Linked DNA regions of Macaca mulatta: region 1 is linked to region 2. The links are chromatin contacts, called in public Hi-C maps. All regions are on one chromosome and are shown on one strand. Each heading gives the region's core, a stretch centred on a gene start, on an enhancer-like site or on the middle of the called end of the contact. The rest is flanking DNA. Distances are from core to core; before and after follow the strand shown. Region 1 has its middle 17 kb from the start of ANKDD1A. Region 2 holds the start of PLEKHO2 (pleckstrin homology domain containing O2).

Evidence for each region. Hi-C and Micro-C count contacts between places; a contact is called where the count stands out from the background.
Region 1: a Hi-C map of CD4 T cells shows a contact between it and region 2, with 5 times the contacts expected there. The contact joins the enhancer-like site here to the promoter of PLEKHO2 in region 2. A contact is called at or near these places in 5 of 14 Hi-C or Micro-C datasets (CD4 T cells, blood, cortical neurons and 2 more).

Annotation. Positions count from the first base shown.
Region 1 is chr7:42,313,717-42,318,287 of T2T-MMU8v2.0, forward strand. No RefSeq gene overlaps it. Among named protein-coding and RNA genes, the nearest start is that of ANKDD1A, 17 kb to the right of the region's middle. Within about 2 kb of position 1,670, at least 23 of the 40 cell types and tissues checked have an H3K27ac peak or open chromatin away from gene starts, as enhancers often do. A contact at or near this core is called in CD4 T cells and blood, where this site is marked.
Region 2 is chr7:42,261,202-42,265,703 of T2T-MMU8v2.0, forward strand. PLEKHO2 (pleckstrin homology domain containing O2) reads left to right here and starts at 2,522. Exons shown (of 6, transcript NM_001266727.2): 1 at 2,522-2,613. The coding sequence starts at 2,602.

The DNA of each region.
Region 1 (4,571 bases), core at 420-2,919, 52 kb after region 2:
GATCTGTCCCCTCTGAAACTCATGTTGAAACTTAATCCCCAATATGGCAGTAGTGAAAATCGGGACCTTCAAGAGGTTATTGGGCCAGAGGACTCTGCCCTCATGAACAGATTCATTCATTCATGGATTAATGGATTAATGGGTTCATGGATTAATGGGTTATCACGGGAATGGGACTGGTGGCTTTATAATAAGAGGAAGAGAGATCTGAGCTAACATGCTCAACCCCCTCATCATGTGATGCCCTGCAGGGCCTCAGGACTCTGCAGAGTCCCCATCACCAAGAAGGACCTCACAGGGTGCGGCCCTTCAGCCTTGGACTTCTCAGCCTCCACCACTGTAAGAAAGAATTCCTTTTCTTTATAAATTACCCAGTTTCAGGCATTCTGTTACAAATAACAGAAAACAGACTAAGATACACACACCCCAAGTTTGTACACAACCATGTGCACACACACAGTCACCTGCCCGTACTCCTACGCATTCAGGCACCCAGCTGGGAACACAGTGTGCCTTTCTTTCTAGTGCCATGAGATACCTATTTGGAGGCTTCCAGCTTGTGCCCTCTGACCTGCCTTACATTTTGATAACAGAGGGTGGATTTGAGGGGGAAGAGCAGAGACCACAAGACCAGGCAGGTGTCTCCTCAGTGACTTCACTGCAGGGATTCAATGGGAAGCAAGGGCCACCACACCCTAGGCTGGGCCTTATGGCTGAGACTCATCAGTCTCAGGCCTGGAGAGGCTGCTCTCGGTCCAGCAGGCCTGACTGACAGGGAAACCATTTGTCATTGGGCTCCAATCCCAAGTAGCTGGGATTACAGGCGTGCACCACCACGCCCGGCTAATTTGTTTTGTATTTTTAGTAGAGATGGGGTTTCACCATGTTGGCCAGGCTGGTCTCGAACTCCTGACCTCAGGTGATCTGGCGCCTTGGTCTCCCAAAATGCTGGGATTACAGCCCTGAGCCACCTCACCCGGCCAGACGAATGTTTGTTGCATGAACGTCTTGCCCCTCACATCTGTGCTCCGTTCAACCTTCCTCGCCTCTCCTTTTTCTTGCTGACCTGGCTGTGGCCACAGTACTTTCCTAGGAGGAGGCCGATGCTGGCGCGGAAGGAACTCGGTGAAGGAGTCAGGGACCCCCAACTCGGCTCTCGCGAGCTTGCTGTGTGACCTCAGACCAGTCACCTTCCCTCTCCTGGCCTGGGTTTCCACACCTGCACAATGGGTACAGCAACCTCAGCTGCCTGGCATCTCTGACGCGAAGGCCAAATGAGAAAAGGTGAGAAGCTGGTCGCAAAGCAGTAAAAAAAGCCTTCAGCGCCGAAGCCGGGGAGGAAGCCGCTGATGAGGCTATTGCTGAGAAGTGTGAAGACCCCACCCCCAGAGGATCCGCTTTTGAAGAGGGACCCGGGGGATGCGTAGGGGGAAACTGCCTTCCTCTTCCTTCAGTGGAAAAGGCTGTGCTCATGTCGCTGTGAAACGAAGCTATTTTTATGTAGTACAACTGCGATTATGACAGGGCCTCTTCCTGAAGGGGAAGGGCGGGGAGGAGACCTGAGTCATCAGTGGGGCGGTCGGCCCCACAGACCGACACAGGCAGCGTGTGGAGACCAGGCCCCCGGCCCTGCCTTCCGCAGGTAGAGGCCCCAGAGAGGGGAAGGGGCCGACCACTTGCTCCAGCCAGCCACTGGGCTGGGAACCTGTCAATCCTGGTTGATCTTCCAATGAGCTGTGAGCTGCTCCTCCGGGAGGAACTAGAGGAGGCTGGAAAGGGGGCCTGGCGCGTGCTTCCCTCTCAGTGGGGCTGACTGGCTGGACTCGCCGGTCTCTAGTGTGCGCCCCATGCTGTGTTTAGATGCCTGACGTGTCCCATTGAACTCGTCCTGCCCCCCAAGTAGGGACGATTTACCTCCATTTTCTAGATAAGGCACCGGGGGCTCCGCGAGGGGATGTGGCGGACTGGAGTCTCGCTGCACTCCTGACGGGACTGAGTGCGGGACTGAGGGAGGCAACAGGAAGAATGAGTATTTTCTTTACTGGAAGGGCAGGGAAAGGTTTCCTTCAGAAGGTGACATTTGAGCTGGGCCCTAAACAATGAGCAGGATTTAGCTGTCTTGAGGAGGGAGAGAGGGAAGGGCATGTGACCCGGAAAGGACGCAGCCTGGGTAAAGGCAGGGAAGTGTGCATGGCTTGTTTGGGGGTGTCGAGCAGGTTGGGGGGCTGGGTGGGGAGTGGCCGGGGGGCGTAGGTAAGGGAGGGCCTGGCATGACAGGCTAAGGGGTGTGGGCTCCTTGGGGTTCCCTCAGCGCTTTGCAGGCCCTGGGCATCCTCCCAGAGGTGTGGCCCTGCAGAGAGAGGGGAGGGAGCCCACCGCGGGAGGCGAGCGGAAGGAGTGGCCTGTCAGGTGGGTTTCCTGCCCTGGAGCCTGAGCTCAGGCAGTGGCTGCCGTGCCCCGCCGCCACCCTCCTCTGCCGCCTCCTCCACGCCAGCACTTTTGCATACAGTACTCCCTTCAGTCGTCACAGCCACCTGCAAGGTGAATATTACCACCTCCATTTCATGGGGGAGGTAACAGGTTTAGAGAGGTTAGAGGAGCCGCCCCAGGTCACACAGTCCCTCTTGATATTCTTCAACAAAAGAATCCTCTCTGAGCCCTGCTGTCAGTCAAGGGAACAACCAACAACCTCCTTCCTTCAGAAGGACCCTGAGACTGCAACCCAAATGTAATCGTCTGCCTCCAAGCACCCTCTGCACAGACTCAGCTGTTAAATATAGATTTTGTTCTCTTTACATATTACAGATGGGGAAACTGAGGCCTAGAAAGGAAGAGACTTGCTTGGGGCCCCACAAATGGACCTAGAGGTGACTGGTGAGCCTCTTTTGAGCTGGGGTTCTAGCCCAGCTGGGAAATTGAGCAAAGAGGGATAAGTGGGTTACAGCTCAAGTACTGGGGGTGCTTTGGGGCTTCTAGGAGATCAGAGCGGAAAGGCATTCAGCCCTTTAATCCCACTCCAGAGCTTCAGACTATTCCTTCTGAAGACACTTTACTGCGATCTGTCTGAAAAGTGTGCCAATAAATATGCAAATTTTGGTGACTTGAGGGTCCTCTAGAGTTGCACAGGGCACAATTTGCAGATTTGTGAGTGATCACTCAGCCCTGAAGATGGAGTGAGGTCTCTGGCAACTCCCTTTCTCCCTCCCTTCTCTATCCCTCTCTTCTTCTTCTTTGTCCCTCTCAGACTGGGACTGGGGGTGGGGACTGGGGGTAGGGACGAGGGGGGTGGATTTCCTACCAGGGTGGGAGAAAGAAGGGTGAAGGAAGTAGGGTAGGAGGAGGGGGAGGGTAGAACTTATTTCTGCTCTCAGAAACCGAAACCAAAAGTCCTGGCAGGAGTTAATGTGAGAGGGAGGTCTGTAGCAAGAGGCTGAGAAGCAAAGCCTTCACATCTGAGGACAGCAGCCCTGTCAGAGACGTCCTGGCTGCAACCTTAGTGTCACTTAGACCAGGCCTTGCCTCTCATGCTGACAAGAAGCATGCAAAAGCAGAGTCTCTTTTCTCCAGGGATACCAGAGGCCCCTCCAGACCTTACAGTGCCCAGCACTGGTGTTAGGATCATTGCTGTAAAGGGGAGGGGAGCACTAACTCAAGTCACCAAGTAATCTAGTAGCCCAAGAGTGGGTAACCCTTTGTCTTGGCTGACATTAGTCTGTGTGGACGTGCCATGTCCATGAGGCTGAGGCTGGGGGCAGCTGGCATCTGTGTGTCTAGCATAATGGGGATCCTCTTTCCCCAAGTCAAGCTTAGGATGTTTGGCATAACATAGATTTTTTTTTTTTTTTGGGAGGCGGGGACAGAGTCTCGCTCTGTCACCCAGACTGGAGTGCAGTGGCGCAATCTCGGCTCACTGCAAGCTCCGCCTCCCAGGTTCACGCCATTCTCCTGCCTCAGCCTCCCGAATAGCTGGGACTACAGGCGCCCGCCACCACATCCGGCTAATTTTTTGTATTTTTAGTAGAGACGGGGTTTCACTGTGTTAGCCAGGGTGGTCTCGATCTTCTGACCTCGTGATCCGCCCGCCTCAGCCTCCCAAAGTGCTGGGATTACAGGCGTGAGCCACTGTGCCCGGCCTTAACATAGATTTTTGTGATCCACCTGGCTGTGAGAGGTCATTTAGGTGCCACAATAATGGATTCTTTGGGGGCACTTCATACTCTGTTATAAAACAATGGGACAAAATATTTGCAACCTGGACTTGTCTTTTAAAATTCATAGTGTGTGCCCACTATTTCTTGTGAACTTTTTTTTTTTTTTTTTGAGACGGAGTCTCGCTGTGTCTCCCAGGCTGGAGTGCAGTGGCGTGATCTCGGCTCACTGCAAGCTCCACCTCCCAGGTTCACGCCATTCTCCCGCCTCAGCCTCCCAAGTAGCTGGGACTACAGGCGCCCACCACCACGCCTGGCTAGTTTTTTGTATTTTTAGTAGAGACGGGGTTTCACCATGTTAGCCAGGATAGTCTCGATCTCCTGACCTCGTGATCCACCCGCCTCGGCCTCCCAAAGTGCTGG
Region 2 (4,502 bases), core at 1,272-3,771:
AGGTTAAAATGTGGTCTCCTCCACACAACCTACAAGGCCCTCTCTGCACAAAGCTGTCTGCTTTTCCAGACTGGCCGCCCTACACACACATGCTGTGCTGTTCATGCCTCCATGCCATTGCTTACACCCTGTCCCCTCTCCCTAGAATGCCTGTCCTACCCCTTTGTCCTGGTTCTGGTGCCCCTCCTCTGTGCATTTACCCTCTCATTTAACACTTGGCATTCTCATCTGCTTACATGCCTTTCTCCCCAATAGAGGACAGGGATCCTGAGCTCTGCCATTATCTTCTAGCCACTATCATAGGGCCTGACAGACAATCAAATAAAATAAAATACGTGTGTTGAATGAATGCACACGGTATAGAGGCAAAACCAGAGGGCTAGCATGAGCTAGACGGGGAAACTGAGGCCAGAGTAGTTCTCAATGGCTCATTCCCCAAAATGACAGAACTATTTGGATGTCAAAACCAACCTGACCTCACCGCTCTCTCCCTACAAAGGGCTGCTTCTGCATAACAACATGAATTTCCCCAGGGTCTCAGCTCTGTTGCAGGTAGAGCATGAGTTTCCAGAAACAAGATCTTCCGAGTCCTGGGGCATTGGAGTACAATGCAGCACAGCTCTGCAGATTGAGGGAATAAAACCATATGGTGGCTGAAAGAGGTTGCTACATACACAGACTATCTCAGATCCTCAGCCTCAATTTTCCTTCTTCCTTCCTTCCTCTCTCTCTCTCTCTTTCCTTCTCTCCCTCCCTCCCCCCCTTTCTTTCTTTTCCCTCCCTCAGTCCCTCCCTCCCTTCCTTTCTTCCTTCCTTCTCTCTCTCTCTTTTTTTTTTTTTGACGGAGTTTCGCTTTTGTTGCCCAGGCTGGAGTGCAATGGTGTGATCTCAGCTCACTGCAAACCCCGCCTTTCGGGTTCAAGCGATTCTCCTGCTTCAGCCTCCCTAGTAGCTGGGATTACAGGGATGCACCACCTCTCCGGCTAATTTTGTATTTTTAGTGGAGACAGGGTTTCTCCACATTGGTCAGGTTGGTCTCGAACTCCCGACCTCAGGTGATCCGCCCGCCTCGGCCTCCCAAAGTGCTGGGATTACAGGGGTGAGCCACCGCGCCCAGCTCTTTCCTTTCCTTCCCTCCCTCCTTCCTTCCTTTCTCTCTCCTTCCTTTTCTTTTTCTTTTTTTCTTTCCTTTTTTCCTTCCTTCCTTCCCTCCCTCCTTCCTTCCTGTCTTTCTCCTTCCTTCCTCTTTTCTATTCTTTCTTTTTCTTGACCAGTGATAATATCAGCCTCAATTTTCTTCATTCCTTTAGATAAAGGAACCCAGGCCCAGGCATGAGGGAGAAGTGTACCTGCATCTCCTTCCCCCTTGTCCTGGGAGCCCCAGGCTGCCCTTTTCCATACAGGGCTGAAAGTGGCCTGGGAGCCTGAGGGCTGGCAGAAGGCCGTGAAAGGAGAGCTTGGTCGCTGGCACAGCCGCTGCTAAGGCAGCCTGAGCCGAAGGTGGTCACCGCTGATCTCACATGCACTTAATTTTCCCTTCCTTGGCATGGGACAGGATTGACCAGGAGAGCTAAGAGGGAGTATGTGTCTGTGGTGGGGAGCGGTGCTGCAGGCTGCGATGCAGCCAGTTACTTTCTCTCTCTGGGCCTCAGTTTCTCCAATGTAAAATGAGGGCTCATGGTATAACTAAAATCATTACTCTCTGCTGGTCCCCACACTTCCACTCTCCAGCAAGGCTGTCAGGGCTGCAAGATCACCGCGGGATCGGGGGGATGGTCGACCCTCAGATACGGGAAGGATTGAGCGATGCCCAAGGAGGGCAGGAAAACACTACGCTTGGAGACCCCTGAGAGCCAGGGGCGGGCCGTCCCGTAAAGGGACCCCGGAGTCCCTACTCTCAGCTCCAGCTCTTCCTGTAACACCACCCTCCGGACAGAGACCCAAGCTACAGGCCCGGCCCCGTTCAGAGGTTCCAGAGAGAAGACCAGGCCATCGCCCACAGCCTGGCGTCTGGGAGGAAAAAGGAGGAGCCTCTGTGTGCCCACATCTCTGGCCGCCCAGGGCAGCTCGGCTCGGTCTCGCAACCCCAGCCCACTGGTTCAGGAGACCTCAAGGGCTCCACCGCTAGCGCCCCCAGCGCTCACTCTGTGCGCCCCACCCCTGCCGGCGCGCCGCTCCCGCCACCCTCGCCTCCGTCTCTGGGCCGGAAGCCCCCTCCCCTGTCGCACCGCAGCCCCCTCCTAGTCCTTCTCCCTCCGCGGGTGCAGGAAAGCTTCTCCGCCCCGTCCCGCCCTCTTCCTCCAGTTCCAGCTCCGCCCGGCTCCTCAGTCCAGTCTCCAACCCACGCCCCGCCCCGCCCCCGCCCCACCCATTTCCCGCCCTGGGCCGGGCCCGCGACCCAGCCGCCCCCTCCCCGGCCCCGCCCCGGCCCCCGGAAGCTTCTCCCCGCCCCCCGGCCCCGCCCCCCCGAAGTTTCTTGGGCCCCCGGCAGCCGGCGGGACAGAACGCAGAGTCGCTTCCCGGCCGGGCGTGGACGCGGTGGCAGAGTCCGCGCGGCGCCGGGAGCGAGCGGCTGAGCGGTGGGATCTCGGCGGACTCGCCATGGAGGAGGAGGTGAGGGCGGGGCCCGGCAGGGCCTTGGGCTGGGGTCCTCGAGCCCCTCACGGGGATTAGCGGTCCTGGGCTCAGGCCCTCGTTCCTGCCCGCCCCACTCCCGCCAGTCTCACCTCAGAAAGAGCCTGGGCAAATGGGACAGGGGCGGGGAGCGGGATCCATATCGGGGACTTCGCAGTCTGCGTCCTCCTTCATTCTCTTTGACTTTCTTACCAGTTGTGGGGCGTCTTGGTTGTTACTGTTCCCATTGGATTGACCAGGAGACTGAGACTCCAGCGAGTTTGATGACTTGCTGAAAGTGGCCTGGGTGACTGGGCTCGAACCCCGATTACCGCTGACTCCCTGTACCGGCCAGGTCGGATCCTGACTGTGTGTGTGTGTGTGTGTGTGTGTGTGTATGTGTTGGGGGATTCCTGTCTCAAGGATGTGACCATGCCTTGGTGACAGGAGGACTGGAGAAGTTGCTTTTTTCTCCCTTGTATAAATCTGTATCTCCTTTTCCCCCACTGTCTTCCCGCCCCACATCCATCTGAGCAGCTGTAGGGAAGGAATCGGGAGTCAGGCCCACCTAGGGTCTGATCTTGGTCCCTGCCTTCCCCACCCGAGGGCTGGACCAGCTGTATCCCTGGATCCTCCTTCTAACCACTCAGAACACTCTTGGCCTGGCATCGGGTCTTGCCCCTGCCTCTGCCCTTTACTTGCAAACTCATTTTTCCCAGCAGCCCCATTATCCGAGGGTCCAGCACGCAGCAAGCACTTAATATGTGCCCGTGGAATGATTAAGTTAAAAGGAGGGGCCTGTTGGGTCTAGAGGAAGGTGAATTTGTTTCTTATCCCCTGAGGGGGTCCCAGCTTCAGGCCCTCCCAGCCCAAGGGAAGGGGCATATCTTTGCCTCCTTGGATGGGAAGGAAAGATGAAGCTCTCTGCCTTGGGGCAACCCTGGCCAGCTGGGAAGCACAGAGTGGACCAGGCTGCCGGTGTCCCTTCAGTGCCCACTTCCCACTTTGCCGGGGCCATGGATAGGAGCAGCTAGTGGTCCTCCATCAGGGCTCCCTCTAGGCCAGGCCCTGCCTTTCTGTGGGGTGGTAGATAAGTCACTTCCCCTCTCGGCCTTCATTTCCTCTTCTACAAAATATAGTGCCTGTCCTCCTCCTACTCCTGGCCTGACAGTGGCCCCTTCTCTCAGTAGGTGAAGGTAGGGGGCAAAGTCAGGCCTCTCTGATTTGCTGCGGTTTCTTTCGTGCTGTTGGGTGGGGCTGCCATCTGCCCTCCCCAGGCCCCTGTTGCAAGGACTGGGCTCTCTGGCCAGGGCCCCTCCCCTGCTCCCAGAGGATGTGGGTCAGGATTACTCCATCTCCTGATCTGCTCTGGCCCCTAATTAAGGGAAGTTCTCCGGACACCTCCTGGGCCCAGCTCAGCTCTGTACTCCCCTTGGTCCTGAATCTCTCACATTGCCACTTTCTTTTCTTTTTTTATCTTTTTTTTTTTTTTTGAGATGGAGTTTCGCTCTTGTTGCCCAGGCTGGAGTGCAGTGGCGAGATATTGGCTCACTGCAACCTCCACCTCCGTGGTTCAAGTGATTCTCCTGCCTCAGCCTCCTGAGTAGCTGGGATTACAGGCATGCACCACCACGCCTGGCTAATTTTGTATTTTTAGTCGACACGAGGTTTCTCCATGTTGGTCAGGCTGGTCTCGAACTTCTGACCTCAGGTGATACATCTGCCTTGGCCTCCCAAAGTGCTGGGGTTACAGGCATAAGCCATTGCGTCCAGCCTATATTGCCACTTTCTGACTCCCAGATGCTCAAAGCTACCTAAATATCTGGGCCGTCTAAGGTCTTGTCCGCTTTACCCAAGCCCCTGCAAGCCTCACCCCCATAGCAGGGGCT